2 separate regions of the Mus musculus genome follow, and region 1 is linked to region 2. A link is a contact called in public Hi-C data. All regions are on one chromosome and are shown on one strand. Each heading gives the region's core, a stretch centred on a gene start, on an enhancer-like site or on the middle of the called end of the contact. The rest is flanking DNA. Distances are from core to core; before and after follow the strand shown. Region 1 overlaps Nr5a2 (nuclear receptor subfamily 5, group A, member 2). Region 2 has its middle 74 kb from the start of Zfp281.

Evidence for each region. A called contact is a pair of places that touch in the nucleus more often than the background predicts.
Region 1: a Hi-C map of liver shows a contact between it and region 2, with 3 times the contacts expected there. The contact joins two enhancer-like sites. A contact is called at or near these places in 1 of 15 datasets of contacts at CTCF or cohesin (embryonic stem cells), 7 of 484 Hi-C or Micro-C datasets (the AML12 cell line, embryonic stem cells, granulosa cells and 2 more) and 1 of 9 other capture datasets (embryonic stem cells).

The regions. Positions count from the first base shown.
Region 1 is chr1:136,847,202-136,851,187 of GRCm38.p6, reverse strand. The region is part of intron 8 of Nr5a2 (nuclear receptor subfamily 5, group A, member 2); the gene reads left to right. Among named protein-coding and RNA genes, the nearest start is that of Nr5a2, 110 kb to the left of the region's middle. Within about 2 kb of position 1,772, at least 2 of the 459 cell types and tissues checked have an H3K27ac peak or open chromatin away from gene starts, as enhancers often do. A contact at or near this core is called in liver, where this site is marked.
Region 2 is chr1:136,549,185-136,553,318 of GRCm38.p6, reverse strand. It overlaps a transcript of Kif14 not described here. Among named protein-coding and RNA genes, the nearest start is that of Zfp281, 74 kb to the left of the region's middle. Within about 2 kb of position 2,233, at least 27 of the 459 cell types and tissues checked have an H3K27ac peak or open chromatin away from gene starts, as enhancers often do. A contact at or near this core is called in liver, where this site is marked.

The sequences.
Region 1 (3,986 bases), core at 523-3,022, 300 kb before region 2:
TGAAGACTGAATGTAAAACAGTTAAGGGCAAAGGAACTTCTTGGCACCTTCGCAGCCCACCTAAGTGGAAAGAGTTGGGTGAGTATTATTCCAAGGACGGCTTCCTTCTGTCCTGTTCTGAGGTTTTGTCTCCGTGTGACTCTATGTACCCAACATTCCTTCCCTCTATTGCGCAGTTCCCTGCTCACCTTTCAAAACAAGTGGGCTAGAGAGATGGTGGCTCAGCAGCTGAGGGCACTGACTGGATCTTTCAGAGGACCCGGGGGAGAGTCCCAGCACTCAAAATTCTTCAGGTCTCACCTTCATGTTAAAGCCTTGATGTTTATCCAATGAGGTTGTAAGGTCTCTCCAATCTGTATTCACATTAAATGAGCTACATAAAACAGGAATTGGTGTTCCTGTATCTTCAGTATCTGGCTTTTCTGAATAATTCATGCATCATGTGTATGGAAAAGGAAGTGTCTTAGTTAGGGTTTCCATTGCTGTGAAGAGATACTATAGCCAAAGCAACTCTTAGAAAGAACAACATTTCATTAGGGCAGGCTTACAGGTTCAGTCCGTCATTATCAAGCATTCAGGCAGACATGGTGCTGAAGGAGCCGAGAGTTCTACATCTTGATTCAACGGCAGCCAGGAGAAGACTGAATCTCTATTCCCCATGCTATGTGGAGCTTGAGCTTAGGAACCTAAAAGCTCACCCCCACAGTGACAACACGCGTCCTCTAATAAAGCTACACCTCCTCCAATAAGGCCACACCTCCTAATAGTGCCACTTCCCATGGGCAAAGAATGTTTAAACTATCACAGGAAGAATTGCCAGAATGTTTTCTAGACAAAGGCCCACAGTTACAAGAGCCCGTGTTTCTCCAAATGTAAAGCACTTTATGTGTCAGTCATTCTCAAGCTTTCTAATGCTGAGACCCCTTAATTCAGTTCCACAGTTCCTCGTGCTGTGGTGACCCCCAACCATAAACTCATATTCTTTGCTACTTCATAACCGTAACTTTGCTACCGCTATGAATCATAATGTAAATATGTTTTCTGATGGCCTTAAGTATCCCCTGTGAAAGGGTTGTTCAACCCCTAAGGAGCCACAAACCACTTGTGTACCACTTGTGTATATGGTTCTGAGAGCAGCCCCTCCAAAGCCCCTCCTTGTTACTAATTTGCAAAAGACATTGAATTGCTTGTTCTAGTTGGTGAGAGTGTGTCTTGGCTTAATATGCATGTTATTATATCGTGGTAGAGGGTTTATACGGGTGAGATCTTGAGTTTCAGGGTTTATTGGAAACTCTTCTTGGAGTTTGATTTTAGGCAACTGAAGCAAAGACTCCTCTCCCCTCCCCTCTATACCCCTCCCCTCCCAACTCTACTTTTCATCAGTGAATTTTGTTCATATAAGTTTCCTGACCAACCTCCAAAACTTCTTATAGAATTATTTATACAAATCTCTCAATTTTATCCCCTTAAAATACTTTTAAAACTTCCTTGCAGAAAGTTCTTTTCCCTCCCATTAAAAAGAAAAAGCCCTTCAGACAAAGCACGCGACAATACCTATATGTTATAGCCTGTCATCTCTCTCAAAGCTGCAAGGAAAAGCTGTGTGTGTTTCCCTTAGCTTTGCTCTAAGAGACTGGATGTATCTCAGGAAAAGACACCCAGTCGTGGTCCCCGCCATGCCCTTGCTTCAGTGAAAGACCCATCTTTGAATGGGTGTGCAGCAGCAAGGTCGCTGGCCCTCCCGTGACAGTGACCAGGGAGGCCAAGGGTTCATCTTCAGAGAGTGCTGAATCCTGCCAGTGACAGAAGTCAGCGCAGTAATGTATTCAAGAAAGCCTAAGGGTTTTACTTCTCAATAAGGCTGGAAAAAAATCTGAGCACCCCACTGTGAGCTTATCATAATGCGCTTCATAGAGAAAGTTGGTAATTAGTCCCCGAGTGAATAAAGTATTGCGGAGGAGAATTGATACTTCGAGGGAAGGCAAAATGCTCCTGCAATCATCAAATTTTAAAGGCTGTAGGAAGGGTGTGGGGACGCCTCTGCCTGTTTACGTATCGTCTCCAACGCTGAATTTGTAATCACTAGTGTTTTGTTTTGTATTTTTCAATTGTATGAGGATGAAGGTTATGTAAATTCCAAAGGAGTGCAGAGTGCCAAATGCAAGAGATCAGGTGCCATGGAGCCAGGGTTGGGGTGGCTATTCTGGCCAGTATCACTCTTGCCTTCTAGTTGGGGTTTGCTGCTGCAGTCCAGGTATTTCACAACACTTTTTACTAGGGAAACCGAACTGCAAATCTCAGTGCTTGTATATTTAAATTCGTTGCATTTGAAAAGGCCTGAACTTGTGTAAAAACTAATTCAGAGGTTGATGTCAGAATACACTCAAGTTTTTGAACCCTTCCTAAAGAAGAAAGACCATATCACAGGAAATCCCAAGTTTCCTGGAGGGAGGCGTTTCCACCTATATTTTGGCGTTACCTTTCGGTTGCTTTTAGGTCCTTGTTAGCTAGTCTCTGGACCATTGGTTGGAAAAAAACAAGGTTTATCTTTCAGGTCCAGAGATTCAAGAGACACGACCTTAGGTGCCCACCCCCCCATTGTAATTCCCATGCTGCTCATGGAACAGCGACCAAGGAAGGGAAACCCTCATTGGTAAAACACGAAAAGCAAGTCTCACTATCTATCTGGACTACAAAACCAAACCAAGGGTAGCAAGTGAACACTGTGACCTGTAATATAATATACCTTATTGCCATTTTTCAAAAGTTATGGTTATGTGTGTGTAAAATTTTCCAAAAATTAGTTTCTAATTGAAAAAGAAAGCACACTGGTTCCCAGGATCATAAAAAGGGGCCTTTCATGATTACAGTTCACCAGTCTTGTGAAAATACACCAACAGTGAAAAAGAACGGTAATTAGTGTATTTTCTGAGGATACCTTGACTAATGTGTGGTCCTCTCCCCAGAAGCTTGGGGTCTCTGTGGGGAAATGGAACTGTAGGGAAATGGACAGTTTAATAGATGGCGGGAGGCGCCTCCGAGCAGGGAAGAGTGCAATGATGCGGCAACTGCTCGCCAGCAAGGGAGAACCAGCTAACCTACCATGCCCTCCTTTCTCTTCCCCTCGCCTGAATGGACTTCACTGTCCTGGTTTTTAATGTAGCAAGATTACATGTGGGCCACCACACCTATCAGAATCTTTACCAGTAGTATCAATTTAGAAGTCTTTGGGACAATTGACAGTATGTGCATTTTATTATCCATAATGCTAAATTCATTGAAGCAGCTTAAAGAGATAATTTAGTCATGGCCAAAATAATTAATATGAAACTTTCCCCCTGTATGGAACACTTCAAATGATTTGAGCTTTTCAAAGAATACCAGTTTAGAGCAGTGTCTTTGGAAGTTAGTACAAATGATACTCTGAGAATTATAAATGCTCAGTCTAGGAGTATACAACTATTGTTTTATAATTGTTTTTGAAACAACTTTTCTAAAACACTACTCATTTATCTTCTACTTCATCCTCCTTACTAGTCTCTGTGGCCAGCTTGTCTTCCTCATGCACATCTGTCACTGTCATGTGAATTGATAGCCCATTCCATATGGATATATTGGGTTTTGTTTTATTTTTTGAGATGGGGTTTCCTCTATGTAGCTCTGGATGGCTAGGGCTCACTCCGTTATAGACCAGGCTGGCCTCCAACTCTGCATCCTGAGTGCTAAGATTAAAGACATGAACCCCCACACTTGGCTTCACTTCATATATTTTATAGTTATCTTTAAATTACTGTAACAAGACTTCCTACTGAGGCAGAGCATATTGAAGGTATTTCTGATCATTTACATTTGATAATTTTGAACCAAGCAGAACGCCGGATCACAGACATATTGGTAAATGTTTTTATAAGTCGTGTAAACTCACTTTAAAAATATTTCACATAAGATGGAAGTATTTGGTTAGCTACAAACTGCCATGTGTGTCA
Region 2 (4,134 bases), core at 984-3,483:
GTCCCACCAAAATGACGCTGGAAATTGCCCAGCTGACCCTCACCTCTTTGATGGGCTTCACTTTCGGAAGCTTGCCCAATCCTATAGGTTGGACCAAGAGCCCATCTCTATAGTGACATTAATGTTCCTCCCCAGTCCCACGAGGGAATTTTCCAATTACACACACAAAAATAAAACCCACAAACCTGACAGCGGGCAGAGGAGGATCCAGAACTATTGCTGATACCAAGAGCTGCTTCTTATTAAAGGTTGAGATTTAGTGCAAAAGTTAGAAGTGGGGACTTGCTGGAGAAGGTAGGTGCTGGGCGTACCAAGCTCGCTTCTGCAGAGACAAAGATGGGGATCGGGCCTCTGGGGGTGGCAGAGAGCAGATGCACCATCCATCACCACCCACACCTGCCTGTCCTCCTTCCCAGGCCTAACCTTCAAGGCCAATCTCTCCTCTGCGTGCTGGGAAGCAGAGTTTTTATTTCACCTGCTTGAAGGCTTGCGGTGACCATCTCTCTGCCACTGTGTGCTGAATCCCCTAGGAACAGCAGCTATTTCAGGATAGGAGCTCTGCCCCCTCACCGATCTTGATTTCAAATGTAAATTTTCTGAGTTGTTTTAATTGCTTTTTAAAATAGTAAAAATATGATAAAATAACTTCTCATCTTGACTTCCTACAAATACAAGAACAAATCAGAGGGAAGTAGAACATGTCTATTTTCATCTTTATCTTTATTTTATACTGTGATCACTCTGATTCTTTGTCTGACAAACTGGTCTCGAGCGCCTACTTGCTCAGTCAGACCCTGTTGAAAATGGTGAACAAAACATTTATCGCCACCACCGTGCTAATTCGGTTCAGTCTAGGCCCCCATGGTAATCAGCTAACCAGGGAAACGTGATATGCTATATCCACGGAGTTCAGAAGACACCCTGAAGTTACACTGTCCCTACAGCTGGCTTATGACAAATGTTTTCAAAGCAAATTTTAAAACTTGACTTCAAGTTGGGTGGAGTTCACTTTTAATCTCAGCACTGGGGGGGGCAGAGGCAGAGGCAGAGGCAGAGGCAGAGGCAGAGGCAGAGGCAGAGGCAGAGGCAGAGGCAGAGGCAGAGGCAGAGGCAGAGGCAGAGGCAGAGGCAGAGGCAGAGGCAGAGGCAGAGGCAGAGGCAGAGGCAGAGGCAGAGGCAGAGGCAGAGGCAGAGGCAGGTGGATCTCTGAATTTGAGGCCAGCCAGATCTACAGAGTTCCAGAACAGCCAGGAGTATACAGAGAAACCTTGTCTCCAAAAAAACAAAAACAAAAACAAAAAACAAAAACAACAACAACACCCCAAAACACTAAACAAACAAACAAAACAACAACAACAACAACAAAGCATGACTTCAGGGTGAACTTATAGATGGCATGGGAACATCCCTTTGTAATCCCAGCATGAAGGGGGCTGGAAGTCTAAAACCAGTGAGCTTAAGGCTGGGTGAGACATAACAAATTCAAGGCCTTTGAGACCCTGTTTAAGAGCTTTTGACACCTGGAGGGTCATGGGAAATACTAAATGAATGAACAAACCTGCCTTAAAATCCTAAATCTATTGTTTACGCTTGGACTTTGTGCAAAGGACTTCAGCTCTTCTTCGCCTCTATTCTCCTCACCTACAAGCTAAGGATCAAAACCAGAAGGCTGAGCCAGGCTGGGTGAGGACCACCCAAGTCCATCTGAGCCACACCTGACCCACACCGGTATCTCAGAGCCTGGCAGCCTCTGTGACTTCTTAGTTCTGGCCAGTTTCCCTTGAGGGAACATTATCACCCACATGCATGAGAGAGAGAGAGAGAGAGAGAGAGAGAGAGAGAGAGAGAGAGAGAAACATTCCTCTATTCCCTGGGATAGCTGTCAGAGACAAGCATTAGCTTTCAGCGTCTCTGAATGCATGTCTTGTCGAGTCTCCCCACCAACACACACAGGGAAAGGGAGAGCCATCAGCTGCTTCGACACCAACGTGTGCAGGCAAGCAGTGTAGACACTCCGGGCTCAGAAAGCATAACTAGTGTGTTGGCCTTCAGGTAGTAAAAAATGGAAACCATTTTAAGAATGTTTAGGGATATTTCCTCTCGACATTATTCAGAACAGAAAGAATATGTTTCATAATGCTCCTTCCATTTTCCTGTGGATCTACACTTAGGAGTTGAAAGTCCATTAGAAAGGCAGAGTGGGCCGCCATCTGCCTATGAGACAGTGCCATCTAGTGTCCGATGTGAGCATCGCAGAGGATCGGAACATTTCCTTTCTCACAAGCAGGTTTCATTTAGCAGCGACCTGGGGCCTTCCTTTCAACAGCTGACTATACCCGCGGCCTCTTCCAGACCCACAGATGAGTGGTCCTCTTCCCCACGTATGAAACATACAAGCGGATCATGACAAAACTATAAAATATTTTGACTGATACGTTAGTATTACTATATTAATATTAGAATGAGTGATAGGCAAAGAAAATCCAGCCATTTAATTGGTTAACAATAGAAGTGATTTGAGAAGAAAGCACACGGTGTGTGATGTCAGTGTTTCGCAGTAACAACAAGTAATACTGAAGACATACTATGTCTTCTTAAATGGTAAAATTATATGTAAAAATGTATGGTTTATTTTCAATATGTTTGCTTCATCTATTTTATATCCCAGGATAGTGAAGGTTGCATAAAAATGTTTCTGTTGAGAAGGGGGGAGGGTGTCCCTTTTCTCATCTGTCATGAGAGAACTACAGGAACCTAAGGGGAGGTGGACTCTTTGGGGGAGCACAGTGGGTCCCCACATGGCCACTCGAGGCAGAGTCGCCCTGCATTGATCCACCCTTGGCTGCGACACACAGGAGAAATGGGAGCTTACTGTATTGAGTCACTTGATGCAAAGGTCATCTGTGGCAGCAGTCTGCCCGCTCAGTCTAATAACCCTCAAAAGTAGTCTTTTTGAGATAATAAATATTACTTTCTCTGTAAAGAAAAGCGCCATATAGTGGAATAAAGAGTGCTAGACTCACTTTTACGATTGGCTCATGCTGTATTAGACAATATTTATTTACATTTATTTATGGGGTAGGGGGGAGGCACACACACCACAGTTCACTGTTGAAGGTCAGAAGACAGACAACTTTTGGAAGTTGGTTCTCTCCTTCCACTCCGAGGGTCTTGGGGGTGGAGCTCAGGCTGTGAGGCTTGAGAGCAAGTGCCTTTACCAGCTGAGGTATTTTAGCAGCCCACGTTGGGCACTCTTTATAAAGCAAGAAGAGGAGGTTTTGGGGTTTGTTTGCTTGTTTGTTTAGGTTCCCCACAGATGCCTATAAGAGCATGTTCCATGAAATAATGTTTATTCTCCAAAATCCATTTTTTTAAAATTAGGTATTTTCTTCATTTACATTTCCAATGCTATCCCAGAAGTCCCCCATTACCCCCCCCCACTCCCCTACCCACCCCCTCCCACTTCTTGGCCCTGGCCACTTCCCCTGTACTGAGGCATATAAAGTTTGCAAGACCAATGGGCCTCTCTTTCCACTGATGGCCTACTAGGTCATCTTCTGATACATATGCAGCTAGAGTCAAGAGCTCCAGGGGTTACTGATGGACCATCTAGAGACTGCCATACCCGGAGATCCATCCCATAATCAGCCTCCAAATGCTGACACCATTGCATACACTAGCACGATTTTGCTGAAAGGACCCTGATATAGCTGTCTCTTGTGAGGCTATGCAGGGGCCTAGCAAACACAGAAGTGGATGCTTATAGTCAGCTGTAATGGATGGAACACAGGGACCCCAATGGAGGAGCTAGAGAAAGTACCCAAGGAGCTAAAGGGATCTGCAACCCAAAAATCCATTTTTAAGATCCCTGACATCTGATCCTGTCTCAGCTGAGTGACACACCCACATGGGGAGGGGGCGCAGAAGGAAGGTGGCCGAGCCTAGGCCCTTTCGAGCTTCATACTCCTGACACAGAGAGCAGGCAAGGTTACTAAGGAAACCCATCCTGCCATTCCCCTGCATGTGGGCAATGCATTTCCAATGAAAGCTACTTCCACATTGTCCACGCACATGGGCAAGCACATAGCTTCCATTTTTAAACTGCCTGTCTAACTCTCCGGTTTTAAAGCTTTT